Linked DNA regions of Mus musculus: regions 1, 3, 4 and 5 are each linked to region 2. Evidence: chromatin contacts called from public Hi-C and HiChIP or PLAC-seq data. All regions are on one chromosome and are shown on one strand. The core of a region is the stretch at or near the end of the contact, and the rest is flanking DNA. Distances in the headings are between cores, read along the strand shown. Region 1 overlaps Babam2 (BRISC and BRCA1 A complex member 2). Region 2 has its middle 7.2 kb from the start of Gm36732. Region 3 overlaps Babam2 (BRISC and BRCA1 A complex member 2). Region 4 overlaps Babam2 (BRISC and BRCA1 A complex member 2). Region 5 overlaps Babam2 (BRISC and BRCA1 A complex member 2).

What was found. Hi-C and Micro-C count contacts between places; a contact is called where the count stands out from the background. HiChIP or PLAC-seq counts read pairs in DNA pulled down with a chosen protein or histone mark.
Region 1: a contact with region 2 is called in an H3K27ac HiChIP or PLAC-seq map of the NIH/3T3 cell line, with 3 times the contacts expected there. The contact joins two enhancer-like sites. A contact is called at or near these places in 1 of 15 datasets of contacts at CTCF or cohesin (the NIH/3T3 cell line), 1 of 484 Hi-C or Micro-C datasets (bone marrow-derived macrophages) and 5 of 115 datasets of contacts at active chromatin or transcription factors (CD8 T cells, the NIH/3T3 cell line, embryonic stem cells and 1 more).
Region 3: a Hi-C map of embryonic fibroblasts shows a contact between it and region 2, with 7 times the contacts expected there. The contact joins two enhancer-like sites. A contact is called at or near these places in 1 of 15 datasets of contacts at CTCF or cohesin (the NIH/3T3 cell line), 18 of 484 Hi-C or Micro-C datasets (3T3-L1-derived adipocytes, the C2C12 cell line, Th1 cells and 11 more) and 7 of 115 datasets of contacts at active chromatin or transcription factors (CD8 T cells, the NIH/3T3 cell line, acute myeloid leukemia and 3 more).
Region 4: a FOXA1 HiChIP or PLAC-seq map of pancreatic cancer cells shows a contact between it and region 2. The contact joins two enhancer-like sites. A contact is called at or near these places in 1 of 39 promoter capture datasets (liver), 9 of 484 Hi-C or Micro-C datasets (the C2C12 cell line, bone marrow-derived macrophages, embryonic stem cells and 4 more) and 5 of 115 datasets of contacts at active chromatin or transcription factors (the NIH/3T3 cell line, embryonic fibroblasts, embryonic stem cells and 2 more).
Region 5: a contact with region 2 is called in a Hi-C map of uterus, with 3 times the contacts expected there. The contact joins two enhancer-like sites. A contact is called at or near these places in 2 of 39 promoter capture datasets (the C10 cell line and embryonic stem cells), 6 of 15 datasets of contacts at CTCF or cohesin (the NIH/3T3 cell line, embryonic stem cells, large pre-B cells and 2 more), 89 of 484 Hi-C or Micro-C datasets (the AML12 cell line, the BV-2 cell line, the Ba/F3 cell line and 41 more), 8 of 115 datasets of contacts at active chromatin or transcription factors (CD8 T cells, the HPC-7 cell line, Th2 cells and 5 more) and 1 of 9 other capture datasets (adipose tissue).

What each region holds. Positions count from the first base shown.
Region 1 is chr5:31,843,520-31,846,283 of GRCm38.p6, forward strand. The region is part of intron 6 of Babam2 (BRISC and BRCA1 A complex member 2); the gene reads left to right. Among named protein-coding and RNA genes, the nearest start is that of Babam2, 150 kb to the left of the region's middle. Within about 2 kb of position 1,497, at least 8 of the 459 cell types and tissues checked have an H3K27ac peak or open chromatin away from gene starts, as enhancers often do. A contact at or near this core is called in the NIH/3T3 cell line, where this site is marked.
Region 2 is chr5:32,190,674-32,193,744 of GRCm38.p6, forward strand. No RefSeq gene overlaps it. Among named protein-coding and RNA genes, the nearest start is that of Gm36732, 7.2 kb to the left of the region's middle. Within about 2 kb of position 1,553, at least 142 of the 459 cell types and tissues checked have an H3K27ac peak or open chromatin away from gene starts, as enhancers often do. A contact at or near this core is called in the AML12 cell line, the C2C12 cell line, CD8 T cells and 9 more, where this site is marked.
Region 3 is chr5:31,865,101-31,867,919 of GRCm38.p6, forward strand. All of the region lies in intron 6 of Babam2 (BRISC and BRCA1 A complex member 2), which reads left to right. Among named protein-coding and RNA genes, the nearest start is that of Gm52770, 130 kb to the right of the region's middle. Within about 2 kb of position 1,256, at least 21 of the 459 cell types and tissues checked have an H3K27ac peak or open chromatin away from gene starts, as enhancers often do. A contact at or near this core is called in CD8 T cells, the NIH/3T3 cell line and embryonic fibroblasts, where this site is marked.
Region 4 is chr5:31,749,672-31,752,546 of GRCm38.p6, forward strand. The region is part of intron 3 of Babam2 (BRISC and BRCA1 A complex member 2); the gene reads left to right. Among named protein-coding and RNA genes, the nearest start is that of Babam2, 53 kb to the left of the region's middle. Within about 2 kb of position 1,485, at least 64 of the 459 cell types and tissues checked have an H3K27ac peak or open chromatin away from gene starts, as enhancers often do. A contact at or near this core is called in the C2C12 cell line, the NIH/3T3 cell line, embryonic fibroblasts and 3 more, where this site is marked.
Region 5 is chr5:31,712,190-31,714,908 of GRCm38.p6, forward strand. The region is part of intron 2 of Babam2 (BRISC and BRCA1 A complex member 2); the gene reads left to right. Among named protein-coding and RNA genes, the nearest start is that of Babam2, 15 kb to the left of the region's middle. Within about 2 kb of position 1,467, at least 70 of the 459 cell types and tissues checked have an H3K27ac peak or open chromatin away from gene starts, as enhancers often do. A contact at or near this core is called in the AML12 cell line, CD8 T cells, Th2 cells and 3 more, where this site is marked.

The DNA of each region.
Region 1 (2,764 bases), core at 247-2,746, 350 kb before region 2:
ATGGACAATATTAAGGTATTTGTAAACAAACAAACAACTTGGGGTGTGGTTTTCTATTATAGCAATCAAATATAGAGTAAGAAAATATAATATTTGTCTGAACCAAGTCCCTGAAAATCAAAATAGTAAATTTTATAGAGGTAATGATGCTGTCATCTGTTGATCTGTTGTTACAGATTAAGAATCTATCTATCCATCCATCCATCCATCCATCCATCCATCCATCCATCCATCCATCTATCTATCTATCTATCTATCTATCTATCTATCTGTCTATCTACCTACCTATCTATCCTTATGCTATGTGTTGACCTTGTGCTCATGTAACACCTACTTGTTGTTGGCTATGTATGTATTTTGGCGGTAGGGGCTGAATTCTGGGTAAGTTTTTCAGTTTTCCTTTTAGCATCCTAGAAAATAGATTTGATGAGTAGATCCTTTTGCCTTCTCTACTCGGGTCATTGCCTCTGTGTCTCAACAGAGGCTTGCCGCACATGTCAGGGGATAGCTGCCTACTCCTCACTGCTGCTTCTTCGGTGCTGCCAGCTCTTGATGGCTTCCTAGCTAGTGCCAGCACACACTGCCTTTCCACCTTGTCTGCAAGGATATCTTCAGACACTTCTGAAATGCTTGGCTGGAGTGCTAATACCCTGACTACACTATTTCTCAGATTTGATTGCTTAGTAATGGTCAATTTACCATGAAAAGTTGTAGTAATCCAGATGATCAGTATAAAGCCATGGAACAAAATAAAATATTCATATCAGACCCGTGTGAACCACTGATTTTTGACAAAAGTGCAGGGTTAGTTCAGAGGTAAAAAAATAATCTTTTGAATAAGATGATGCTGGAACAATCAAATATCTATATAGATAATAAGGATAAGGAACTTAAATTTAAAACTTTAGATTGTTTTAAAAAAAATAAACATGATAAACCCTCCTAAGGCATATGTTTTCTTTTAAAGTCAGTTTAAATGGTATATATCAAAAGCTTAGTTATTAGTAGCTGGACATGGTGGCACTTTCCAGTACTTGGCCAGATTCTGTGATTTCCAGGGCAGCCTGGTCTAAGTAATTTCTAGGCCAGTCAGGGCTACTTAGTGAGACCCTGTCTAAAACCAAGCAAGCAAGCAAACAAACAAACAGTCAAAAACTATACCAAAACAAAACAAAATATAAGTATATATCAGTCCAGATAACATCTAACCAAGAACTCTTTGGGGTTTTCAATTCTTTTAAGGGTGAGTTCTGAACAGTTTTAGAACTATTGCTATAGACTTTTGCCTGTAATTTACGTGGATTCAGTTCAAAATATAAATATTTCCAGACTCGTTACATGCTTAATCATCATAGATGAGAAGACCAGAAGGTTTCAGTGTTGCCAGCTTGCGCCTATGGAGAGTTGCTCTTTGAAATCAGTACCTCCATGAGCAGCTAGGCTCATGAGCTCTAGAGCTCTAGCTGAGCAAAAGTATCCTTGGAGTAGGCACATTTGATTGAGAGTTCAAGTGTGGAAATCTGAAGTGCTTGCCATTCAGAGTCATGACTCAGAGCAATCTCATTTATTCAAGGAATATGTGGTTTAATGTCGTATTTAGAGAAGGACTTTGGTCAGACTCCTGCCACTGTTAGGGGAGGCAGTGAATGTTTGATCGATCAGCCTTATGTCTCCTGTCCCTTCCTCCTGTGATAGCAATTCATGCCCAGTGTGGGGAAGTAAGTCCATGGAGGAGAAGACAGACAGACAGACAGACAGATAGACAGATATTGCTGCTGGCATCGTCTGCCCAGATATTTCCTCTCTCCAGTTCCCACAGTTCTGGTAGAGCTGATCAGCACAGTTGCCTTAATACATAGAAGAGGCTAGGTGACCTTAACTTGACCAGTCAGAGTCTTGGAAACTAAAGTATGAAAGGAAAAATCTTTTTCTTTCCCAAGATGTTTTAATGCTCAAGAAATTTAATGTAGGACTATGCATAGCAGTGTTTTTCATCACCTCACATCACCATGTCTTAGGGTAGAATAAAATACAAGCTATGTAATGCACTGTAACAATTTCTAGTGGCCACACTAAAAAAGTTGCAAGAAAACAACTGAACTAGTTTTGCTCGTTTACTTAATGTATTATATATTTTCAAAACATAAAAGCACTTTGTACTGGCTAGTTTTGTGTCAACTTGACACAGCTGGAGTTATCATAGAGAAAGGAGCTTCAGTTGAGGAAATGCCTCCATGAGATCCAACTGTTAGGCATTTTCTCAATTAGTGATCAAGGGGGAAAGACCCCTTGTGGGTGGGACCATCTCTGGGCTGGTAGTCTTGGTTCTATAAGAGAGCAGGCTGAGCAAGCCAGAGGATGCAAGCCAGTAAAGAGCATCCCTCCATGGCCTCTGCATCAGCTCCTGCTTCCTGACCTGCTTGAGTTCCAGTCCTGACTTCCTTGGTGATGAGCAGCAGTATGGAAAGTGTAAGCTGAATAAATCCTTTCCTCCCCAACTGCTTCTTGGTCATGATGTTTGTGCAGGAATAGAAACCCTAAGACACATATATACTAAAAATAAAATAATATGCATATGTAGTAGTATAAATATGAATTTATAGTTAAGTTTTGAAATTTCTGACCACCTCTCTGTTCAGTTGGTCACATTCCAAGTGCAGACACATTTGCTTGGTGGCTTCCCTATCATACAGCATCCTGCTCTGAGGGGAACAAAGGCAACCTTCATGGATGAAGAGCAAAGGTGAAAGGTTGATGCTGAGGG
Region 2 (3,071 bases), core at 303-2,802:
GTGGCCATTCCAGCAGAAATTTACATGGACAGGTCACCCCAGTGAACCCCTGAAAAATCATGTTTTACACAAAGAAAGATGAGGGATCCTGACTCTACCAATGGAGTTGTTTGTTTGTTTAACTTTTCTAGCATCAGGAGTCTTCACTGGGTTACAGGGGAAAGAATTTTACCTCTTATACACTGAGTAGATTACTCACGGTTTCTTCCCACCCTGTAGGACATCCCTAGTAAACCCCGCCTGACACTGAAGAATGTGAGCTGGGGACAGTCTGTCCCCTCTGATTGCACTGGAGCTAATGACATGACACTAGGGGAGCCCTGGAGAGTTGAATCCTCGTTCTCTTTGCTGTCCTAGCCCATGCCTGAGATATCAAAGTGCCATCAATCAGTTCATTTTGAAAGAGGGGATCTCACTATGTGGCTCAAGCCAACTTCAAATCAATAATCCTCTCTCCTCAGCCTCCCAAGTGCCAGGATCGCAGGTGTGTGCCCCATACCCAAATCAAAATGCATTCTTCTGAATTCTAACCCCTCTATCCTGAGAGGTTTCGTTCCATTCTCGTTTAGATCAACTGGAAGGAAATCCTAAAGGGTCCAAGCAGCAGTCCTCAAGGTCTGTGAGGAGCAATGTTTGGAGCAGTGGCTGTTTGGGGAGGGTAAAAGAGAGAACTCAGAGGTGGGGCTGCCTCCTGCTTCACGGTCCTGGTGTTATTTTCCATACCATTTGTGCCCTGGCTACACCCATGTTAGGTATGGGGAAACTGGTACTTCAGCCCTATTTACCAAGTGCCAGGAGAGTCTAGCTTGCGTGTTGTTTTGCCTCTATTAGTATGCTCAGCTTGCACTGTAACTCCAAGAATGTTAAAGAGACATTTCAAAATGCATTGAATTAATACATTCCTTTGCAGTGATCCTATGTCCGCTAAATGTTCCAAAATGCGACACATGGAAAACGGAAAACAGACCTAAAGTGTGTGTTTGACTGACACTGTGAATTAGGGCATCCCTCAAAGTATAAACACACCCCCCCTCACTGAATACATATCCCTGCAAGGGTAATCCCTGGGGTAGGGGCCCTTCTAAAGAAGCTGAGGCTAGACCACCAGTTTCAGGACTGCTGCTATACCTCACTGTGCTGGGGCAGAGCTGGGTAATTTGGTCAGAAGAAGTCAGGTAGTTCTCCAAGGGGTTAGTCCTCTGAGCCTACTTGCCTAGAAAGACATTAGGGTTGTTACCTGTTGCTGAGAAAGGCTAGCATCACTCAGGGGCTAGGAAGAGAGAGCAATGGATGAGGGCTTGTATGTAATTCATTGCTAAATAAAGGCTAGCCTCCTCCTGCCATGCCACACATACACATATACACACGTACACACACAACTGCGCGCACACACACATATACACACATGTATACACACACACACACACAAGTACAGACATGTACACCGCCCCCAGGCCTGTTGCCTTGCCTGGACTCCTGGTGCACATCTAGGGCTGTGGTCTAGGGAGCACTGAACTCATTCACCCTCCCAGCAGTCGGGCCATGACGCGCGTGAGCCTCTGACTCATCTCGATGTCATCAGCCCTATTTCCAGGAGTGAGTAACTCAGGGAGGGAGGTGTGGTGGGGGGGGGGTGGAGGGGTTGAAGAGGCAATGTGGTCCAGGAAGAGCCCCATCCCTCCTCCTCCAAAACAGGAAATGCTCCACTTCTTAAGAAAAGATGCACCCTGACTCTGCTCTGAAGTGGGCGGCTACACATCGAGCTGGCAGTGTAGGGACAGCAGAATCCAAAGCTGCCAGGACTTGTCTCTTCACCCCACCCCCAGTATCCAGGGAGTGTGTTAGCCAGAAGAGGGGCCAGTGGACTCTGATCAGACTTAGTAACGATAACGCATGCTATCAAGTATTTGATTCCCACTTTGGCCTATAGGCTTCCCAGTGCTCCATCAACAGGAAATACAAGGCTGGGATCCGAAAGCAGAGCCCTTCTTTCCCAGTCCGGCCTCACTATGGGCTAGGAAGATTTCCTCTGACATGAAGTCCCTGCCAACTTTGGCTTCTTTTCCTCTCTGAGATTCCAAATTGGGCTCAACCTGGACCTGACCCTGTTTCTTCCGTCATACTTTGAAATCCCAAGAGTGAGTGATTGTGGATGGGCTTCAAGTTCAGGACAGACCTTTGAAATAGAGTCACTCTGCCCCCCCTCACCCCCTGGCCTCCCCACCCCCCATCCCCACACCCAGTCCTCTGGTTTTCCAGACAGGCTCCTATAACATCCAAGGCTGGCCTTGAGCTTTTAATTCTGCTGCTTTTAATCTAATACTGTGAAATTATAGGCAGCCACCACCACACCTAGCTTAGAGTCCTTTGGACACAGCACTGGACCAGAAGATCCTGAGTCAAATAAAGGTTAGTAATTCTGCCCATAGTCTGCAAGGTGCCCTAATGTCTTAGCGCCCCCAGCTTGAGGGGTTAAGGTCCCCTGTCAGCTGACAGGGGACCTGGTATCTTACTTATCTTTGCGTCTTAGATTTCCTCCTACCTGATTCCTCTCCAGAGAGGTCTTAGGAAACATCCTTAGTTTCCTGTGGGAAGAATCTCCAGGAGAAGACCATGCTTAGGAAAAGACCTTGCATCTTGTGCGCACTCTCTGTGTCCTGGGCTTGACACTGCCGCTTACACTAAAGAACTTTCTGGATGGATCATCACCTATGTTGCCTGTGATGCCGATGTCATCTTCCTCATGTTTCTGAGGGAACTGGGGCTATATCGTCTTGATACTTAAGTGAAGGAGCAAGATGGGAACCCAGGTCTGGTGGCTTTGTGGCCGTTGCCACTCTTCTATAGAAAGCCCTGTGATGACCTCATTCAGGATTCTAACTGCAGACACTAATGAAACAGAAAGACTTGGCAGGGGGTCATTGCCTTTATTCCTCCAGATTTACATATTGCGACCAAAGGCCCCAGGACCTTTGAATATGACAGTATTTAGAGAAAGGCCATTTATTTTGTATTTATGGTTTATTTATTTACTTATTTGGGTTTTGGGGGGGGTTGTTTTTTGTTTTTTT
Region 3 (2,819 bases), core at 6-2,505, 330 kb before region 2:
GTGGATATTAGCCCAAAAGTTCAGAATACCCAAGATTCAATTCACAGACCATATGAAGCCCAAGAAGAAGGAAGACCAAAATGTGGATACTTCATTGCTTCTTAGAAGGGTGAACAAAATACTCACAGGGGGAAATATGGAATCAAAGTGTGGAGCAGAGACTGAAGGAAAGGCCATCCATAGACTGCCCCACCTGGGGATCCATCCCATTTGCAGCCACCAAACCCAGACTCTATTTTGAAAGCCAGGAACTGCTTGCTGATGGAAGCCTGATATGGCTGTCTCCTGAGAGGCTCTGCCAGAGTCTGACAAATACAGAGGTGGAATGCTTGCAGCCAACCATTGGACTGAGTGCAGGGTGCCTGATGGAGGAGTTGGAGAAGAGACTGAAGAAGCTGAGTGGGTTTGCAGCCCCATGGAGAGAGCAACAGTGTCAATCAACTGGCTAGACCCCCTAGAGCTCCCGTGGACTGGACCCAACCAAGGAATACACATGGAGGGACTTGTGTCAGGCCGCATATGTGGCAGAAGATGGCCCTGTTGGACATCAGTGGAAGGAGCAGCCCTTGGGCCTGAGGGTGTTCGATGCCCCAGTGTAGGGGAATGCCAGGGTGGGAAGACAGGAGTGGGTGGGTGGGGGAGCACCCTCATAAAGGCAGGGGTAGGGGGGATGGGATAGGGGTTTCCGGAGGGGAGACCTGGAAAGGGGAAAACATTTGAAATGTAAATAAAAAGCATATGCACAGGAGTTGAGGGTTGAGGGCAAGAGAGAGGGAGGAAGGGAGAGAGAGAGAGAGAGCACAAGCTGCCTCCTGAACTCATCAGGGGACTAAGGTTATAACAAATGTCCAGCCCAGGAACAGGGATGCTGAGCCAGAGAAAAACAAGCATTTGTTCACCCGAGGCAAACACTTCTGGATGCTTGTAGCAAGACCAAGCTAGAGGTTTTGGTGAATTGCTAGAGGTGGGGTGAGAGAGTGAAGTCTCTGGACTTGCAAACTCAGTAGCAACCTTTTACCCTTCTGCAAGCTAATAAAGAAACCCAACCATCATCCCTCTTTCACTGCTGCCTCTGACATCACCTTCCACAGAATCCGTGTCAATGTTCTTGCTACTAGGGCATCTCAGTGTGGAGTTTTGCTTCTCATAGATAAAGCTTTCTGAAGTGAATCTGTTATCTTTAGTAGAAGACAACATTGCAACATGCTATTAACTGAAAATAACCTCTGAGCAGAAAAACTATGCAGAAGGAATCTGGCCATTTCGTGTATGCATACAGACAAGGGAAAAGAAAGTGTGACTCATATTTAAGCCATAGACTGCGGGTGATGTTTTCTATTTGTATTTTCTACATTGCTGAGAAAAAAGTATTTAAGAGAATTCTCAGAAAACAGAACTGTATGCTTGTAATTAATCATCAGGAAGTAAAAAAGAGGCTCACTGTTTCTCAGCAGCTGGTTCTCATGCATATGTTCAGGATCTTACAGGATTAGAATCCCAAAGACTCCGGCCACACATCACAGCTCTGCAGAGGGTACTCTGATGATGCTCTTTAAACTTCTTGTGTGTATTCCATGTTAAGCCCAGGGCTCCGTGTGAGCCCCTTTGCATCTGCAGGTGTGGTTAATGTGACTTGGGTTTCTCCAACTCACCTATTCTCCCAGGCACGGAGGCCTTTTTGAGACAAGATGGAAGTTTAATCCCCAGGAAATCCTGAGGTGCTCTCAACTAGTTGCACTCAGTTCTGAGGAACTTGAAAAACACTGTATTGCTACACCCAGACCAATAGATTCCAGTCTCTGGGGACAGGCCTCAAAAGCTATAGACCTTAAAGCTCTCTAGAAATTTCCACATTCTGCTGAGGTTGCAAGGCTTATGCTAAAGAAACATGTGTTTTCTGCCTAAGGAATTCCTCTGAGCTTCAGAACCAACCTGGAAAATCTGGAAAATTGATATCCATACCCACTCTTACCTCAGTATGTTGTGGGAATTTGGGAATAAATAAAGGGCCTGTTTACCGTATGTGCATGTGCACATGCATGGGTCTATACACATGTGCACAACCCACCTGCCATGCCATGACAATTTTGATTTTCAGAGGAAAGCCATTCTTCTTGTTTGATATGCTGTTCTAGTGCCTGCAATAGCACCTGTCCCTGTAACTTGTCTAGAAAAATAATAGTGTGTTCATGTTGTTTCCCCCTATTTTTATTGAAAATGGTCAATGACTGTTAAGTGATCATGCCATTACATTAAAACAAAAATTACATATTATTGGGTACCACTTAAAGTTTTGATATATGTATACTCTATATTATTTATATTAGGGTGAACATATATACTCCTTAAACATGTACTATTTCTTTATGGATAAAAACCTTAAAAGTCAAATGATTCTTGATTCCAGCTTTTTAAAGTATAAAGTCAATTATTGCTACTTATGGTCAGGCTCTTGTGCAATAATAGCCCACCAGAACTTCTTTCACCTGTCAAACTGTAATTCAGAATCTGTTGATTGCCACTTTTTTTTTTTTATTCCCACACTTTACCAGCCCAGGATGACTGATTCCATAAAGGAAGACATCTCTTCCCGTGGCCAGTATGCATTGTTTGCACGTACGATGACTGTGATCACACCAATATGCCCAGCTAGTGTATCTAGCAATAGCAAACACCCTCAGACAAAAGGGCACTTCCCTCTGAGTGAGATTCGTTCTTCCACTGAGTGAGCATGGTCTGGCTCGCACCTATATGTAGGTCATTCTTCTAGATGCTAGAGGTCCCACAGGGAGCTTTCACAGATTCTCTGATACTGTCAA
Region 4 (2,875 bases), core at 235-2,734, 440 kb before region 2:
TTGTGTACATTGATAATTGCTGTCTCTATTCCTGTCTATATGCAGATTTTCCTTTCTGGGCCATGTATGGATCTTCTCTATTTTAAAATTATAAAGAAAGACTTTTGTGTGATATAAACAGCCTAATCTTTCTTAGTAGAGTTTTAAAAAGACTGTTCCCAGACTGCTGCCGAACCTCCAGCTTGTAGAAATCCCTTTCACATCCCAGATCTAAGCAAGATAATCACCGTATAGATATAAAACCGAATTCACTGGTGACGCTGCTTTGGTATTTACCTGTTGACACCATCCCTGTTAATATCATTTGCATACACCCTCCACACACTCAAATGCTATATGATTGCTGACTTGTAGAGGGAAGGGAACTTAATATCTTGGTAGGATTATATTTTTAGAGATGGAGAATTATATCCATTAAAAAAAACTTAGCCAAAAATATGGCAAAATCAGAAAATGCTTGCAAGATTTGGGATATTCTAGGGAATTACAGAGATTTCAAGTAAAGACCAAGGATCTCTAATTTGTGAGGAGAATAAAGAGGCAGAGGCAACAGAGAGATGGGTAGACAGCCCTTGTTGGAGGAAAAAGAGAAAATGATTAAAAGTTTTTAAATGTATTCTGAAAAAAATAAAAAATGTATTCCGAATCAAATCTGTACTCCTCCCCCTCCTTGGGCCTTAGACATTGGAATCTGTCCCTATTATTGTTTTTCTCATGGTAAGCCCCTGCTTGATAGTGGTTGTGTTCAGTACATAGCAGAGCTGCAAACCAGCTCTCATTAGTTCTTTCTTTGTACTTGTGCCTAACCCTCTCCTTCTGGAGAAATGCCAGTTTGCCACTAAATTTAAATAAATAAGAACATGTCTCATCAATAGGGGTGGCAAATTTAGCCCCTCTTTAGAGCACTGAGCAATTTATGACCATATGTTAAATACCATAAAACAGCTTTAAAGCTTTGGTCCCTGGCCATTGCCAGATTGTACCGTAGGAGTGCGGCAGCGCTGCGAGGGACTGGGAATCTTTCCTCCGGCCCTTGCAGGCCTCAGCAACTCACTGATGTCACAGCCAAAGGGGCCTGTTTTCAAACATTCCCTTTATAAAGGTGAGAGCCCACAAGATCCCACTTGGCATTTGGGTACCGAGAAAGCAAGACTTCTTTTTAACTCATGAGGGTCAAAATTAGTATGGAAGTGTTGTGTGGGAGATGGAGCAGCTTGTCAGGGTGAGTGTGGGAGGCACGCACGTCAGGAGTAGGCAGTCGATGTCCTTCTCATTCTTGTTCTTGGAGCATGAACTGGGCTTTACATGGTACCAGGCAACCAAATACTGCATTTCTCACTCATTTCCTTCTTGCCAGCTTTCATGGAATTAATATTAATGTTACAACAATTTAAAAATTTCATACTAAGGAGCTGCCAGCTGTAAGGATTCCTTTTCTCCCAGGAGCGTGACTCATTATTTGGTGAACTCCAAATATTAGTTTTTCTTTTTACCATCATCACTGCCTGTGACTCACACATGGCATATCGTGGGCTCATGGCTGAGATCATGTTGGTGCGTGCAGGCAAACATGATTCTTGCTCAGGTGGTTCTGCATGGTCTCAGATGGAGGCTCAACACAGACGGAAGAACAATGGAAGCAGGGCCAGGACCACTAAGTGCAGATAGGCCTGGCAAGGCTCTGGGTAGCATTTCTCTGATGCATCTTCTGGAAAGATAACTGTTCTCTCAGAGAAAGATGATGGAATTTGGTTGTCAAAGGTCCAGGATCCCCAGCCTTCTGGAATGTGTATGTGCCAGCCTCAGGGGTGAAATCTGGCAGTTCGTGTGTGCTCTGTGCTCTGTCCTCCCTGTGTAGACCATTCTGTTTGGTCCTCTATCAGTAGCTGCTTTCCTGTACATGTGAGGCAATTGGCATGTGTCTCTAGGACGTGCAGTTGGGAAGCTCTGTTGTATTCTTCATAAGGCAGGAAACACACTATTGTTTCTTGTTGTTGCTTTCTTCCTTTGAAAGAACAAATTACTTCAAACTTTGGCAAATTATAAAGGCTTTGGATAGGTAGCAGTTTGAAAGAACTCTGCCCATATTGCTGGACTAGGGCAAAAATGCAAGTGATCTTTCTTGTCACCTCTAAGTCTGGCCTTGTTTTCCCATGATGCAGATGTGTGCAGTAGAACATCTGTGAAGAGTGGAAGTCCTCTCCCCAGTGCAGATGAAGTCTTTAGAGGGACAACAGGATTTTGCTTTGCTTAGAGTGTTTGATTTTAAGCTTCAGTCTAATTAATTAGGCCATATTGTTGCCTACTTAATTCTTCTGTTTCTTTCAGCACTCAGAACTTCTGCTCCTGTTACTGGCATCTGTTAAGTCTCTTTACCTGAGTGAATTTCTTGAGTATTTGCCTCACAGTTTTCAAACTATAATGAACACAGAAGTGGTTAAAGTACCCTCTTCACCCTTTAAGATGAGAGAAACATCACTTTAGTCGTTTCTCAGTATCTTGCCATAGTGGATGGGAATTAGAAAAGGGAACATCTAGCTTTCTGTGAGTTGAAAGCTAGATTTTGGCAACTGATTTCTTCCTGTAGACTAGTAATTGCTTTTTTTAATCTTAGTCCACCAAAGAAAAGAACCTGTTTAATAAAGGGGATACCAACTCATGAGCGAGTTACTTTATTTAACATAGCACCCTGAGCTGTCTGTCGTGGCACAGGCTCTTTGTACTCCAGGCTATTCTTTTCATTTCTATGAGAGAGAAGCCTGTCTTTAGCAGGGTCCAGTAGCATATGAAGTGTAACTGTGGTCTTGCATCATAGCTCCTAACAAAGGGAAGAGGAGGGAAGGGGAGGGGAGGGAAGGGAAGGGGAAGGGAAGGG
Region 5 (2,719 bases), core at 217-2,716, 480 kb before region 2:
ACTCAACCAGTGACAAATGGCATTTACTTTGTCTCTATGAGTTTAACTATTTTAGGTAGTAAGTAAGTAGAGTCATAGAGTTATTTATCTTTTTGTGAATAGCTTATTTCACTTTGCATGGTATATTCAAGGTTAATCCATATTGTAGTATGTGTCAGAAATTTTTTCCATTTTAATGTTGAGTAGTATTTCTCTCTCTCTCTCTCTTTCTGTGGTGTGTTTCTGCAACTTCACGTGTATATATCATATTGTGTACTTTTTCCAGTGATGTCTATTGTACGCATTTCTTGGCTGCTGTGAACAGTGATGCTGTTGGTAAAGATGTCCAACTCTCTAAGCTTGTTTTCTAGGACTTGCTGGATTGTACAGCAATTCTGTGCTTAGTTTTACCGACTCACCATATAATTTTGTATAATATGGTCTGTAGAAAGGTAACTTGGGACACTATTTTACAATATTGATAATATCATTTGATGCACAAAATTCTTACCTTGTTGAAATCCAAGGTACTTAGTATATATTCTTCACTTTGTTAAGTTGACTTTTGTGAAGTTGAACTCTCTTCTCTAGCCTCCTTCACCTGTAATTTTTTCTTTAAAGGTTAGAAAAGGGTCTGGGGAAATGGCTTACTTGGTAAAGTGCTTGCCACACAAATCATGAAATGCAAGTGTGGATTCCCTAGCACACACATAAAATCCAGGAGTGGGAGCACACATCTGTAACCCCAGAGCTAGCAGGCAGGCATTTGGGGAGCAGAGATAGGCAGATCTCTGGAACTTATTGACAAGTCAGCCTAGCCAAATTGTTGAGCTTCAGGTTCTGCAAGAGACCCTGTCTCAAAAAAACAAGGTAGAGAGTCACAGAGGAAGACCTGTGACATTGACCTCTGGCCTTCATGTGTGCATGTGGGCACATGAACGGGAACATGCACACCCACTCATGCATTAACCTACTTGAATACACACACACACACACACACACACACACACACACACACACACCTAGAAGAAACTGTATTGAAATTGGGCCTTTCCTAGTACTGCCTTCCCTTCCATTCCTCAGTGCACCTGCTTCCTCCAGAGTAAAAACCTTTTAATGGAGAGTTAGTGATTATATTGTTATGATTATGGAGGTAGGGTATATGATTAGCTCATGCCAAGTTATTGGTTAACTCAAGCAGGGCTAGATCTAGCAGTAAGGACAATGGTATAAGCTGCTGTGAATAATGCTGTCTTTGTAATAGGAATGCTTTGATGGCTATAGTGTAATCTTTACATAGTAGTCTTTCCTTATCTGAAGTTTCGCTTTCTGTAGTTTCAGTTATTTGCAGCCACCCACGATCCAAAAATACTAGTATTTCTTGAAACTCTAAATAGAAAGCAGCCTTGTTCACATGGCTTTTATGATTGTGTATAGTTACAGTTGTTCCATCTCATTCTTGGTCATGGTTAGTTTCTTACAGTCTCTACTTTGTAAACTGAACTTCTGTAGGAAAAAACCCCCAGTATCCATAGACTTTAATAGTGTTGGGTTATTGCTGAAGGCACCACACACATTGATTACTGGACATGGAGAAATAAAGTTTGTACTGACCACGAAGCTTCCTTCCTGCTGGCTTAGCTTTCATGGTACTAGAAGGTTCTGTGTAGGCTGCTGGGGGAAAATCAGCAGCAGCCTAAGCCTTGAACACTGAGCTGCAGTGATGCCTGGAGTGGCAGGATATGCCTGTGGGTACAGTAGTGGCTTGGTTATTCTGGGGCTGCACTTTCTGATGGGGTTAAGGCCCTCTCCATGAGCATGAGAGGAAGTGCATGCCTGGTACTGTAATCTTGCCAAGGACCTGGGTCTGGTGGGGGGTTCACCTTCCCCAGGGGTGAGCCCATTAGTGCTGTTCTCCTAAGTGGACGTGGTATTTACTGCTCTCACCTCTACCTCTATAGATAATAGAGTACAGCTCTCAGGATCCAGCAGAGAGGCGTCTTTGCAGCACGTGGTGGTTAACATCGAAACTCAACACTGGTCAAAGTGCAGAGAGTGTTAGTGGAGGACTCAGTCACAAACGGAATATCTGTGTTTCCCTCCCTCTAAAAGGAGAAAGGTGATTAGAGCCAGAAGTCAGGGAGGGCCAGAGCAAAACAGTATTGTCTGGACATGGGAGGGCCTCTGTGCTTAGGAACTTACAATAGCTGTGGTTACTTGTATAAGATCAGCAAGACATTAAGCCGACGAATATTCTAGCGTGGAGAGGAAACAGCTCTTGAGCCTTTCTTTTCTAACTAAGGAACTATTGACATGGTGGCTTCTGGGTGTGAGATAGTCAGTTTCCTTTAAGGATGTGGCCCTTGGTGAGCCAACCATGCTTCAGTGGATGGCTTCATACCTGTGACTATATGGATGGCACAATTTATACTCAGTGGACTTAAATGAAGATGACGGGAAGTTGGGAGTAGGGTCAAGGGGTTGAGGGGATAGGGAGAAGAGCAGGAAGTGAATATGATCAAAAGAACATTTTATAAAATTCTCAAAGAACGAAAAAATATTATATTAAAGCTTCAGATAACAATAAAAAAATGATGCTGAGGGTTTCCACTGGGATGTGTGGGATGTGTATGCCTTGGATTGCATCCTCAGGATGAGTTCTAGTTACTTCTTTCATTTCGTCTCCTGCCTTCCTGCCTGATTGCCTTCTTGTGGGAATGTTGAGAGAATTTCATTATGT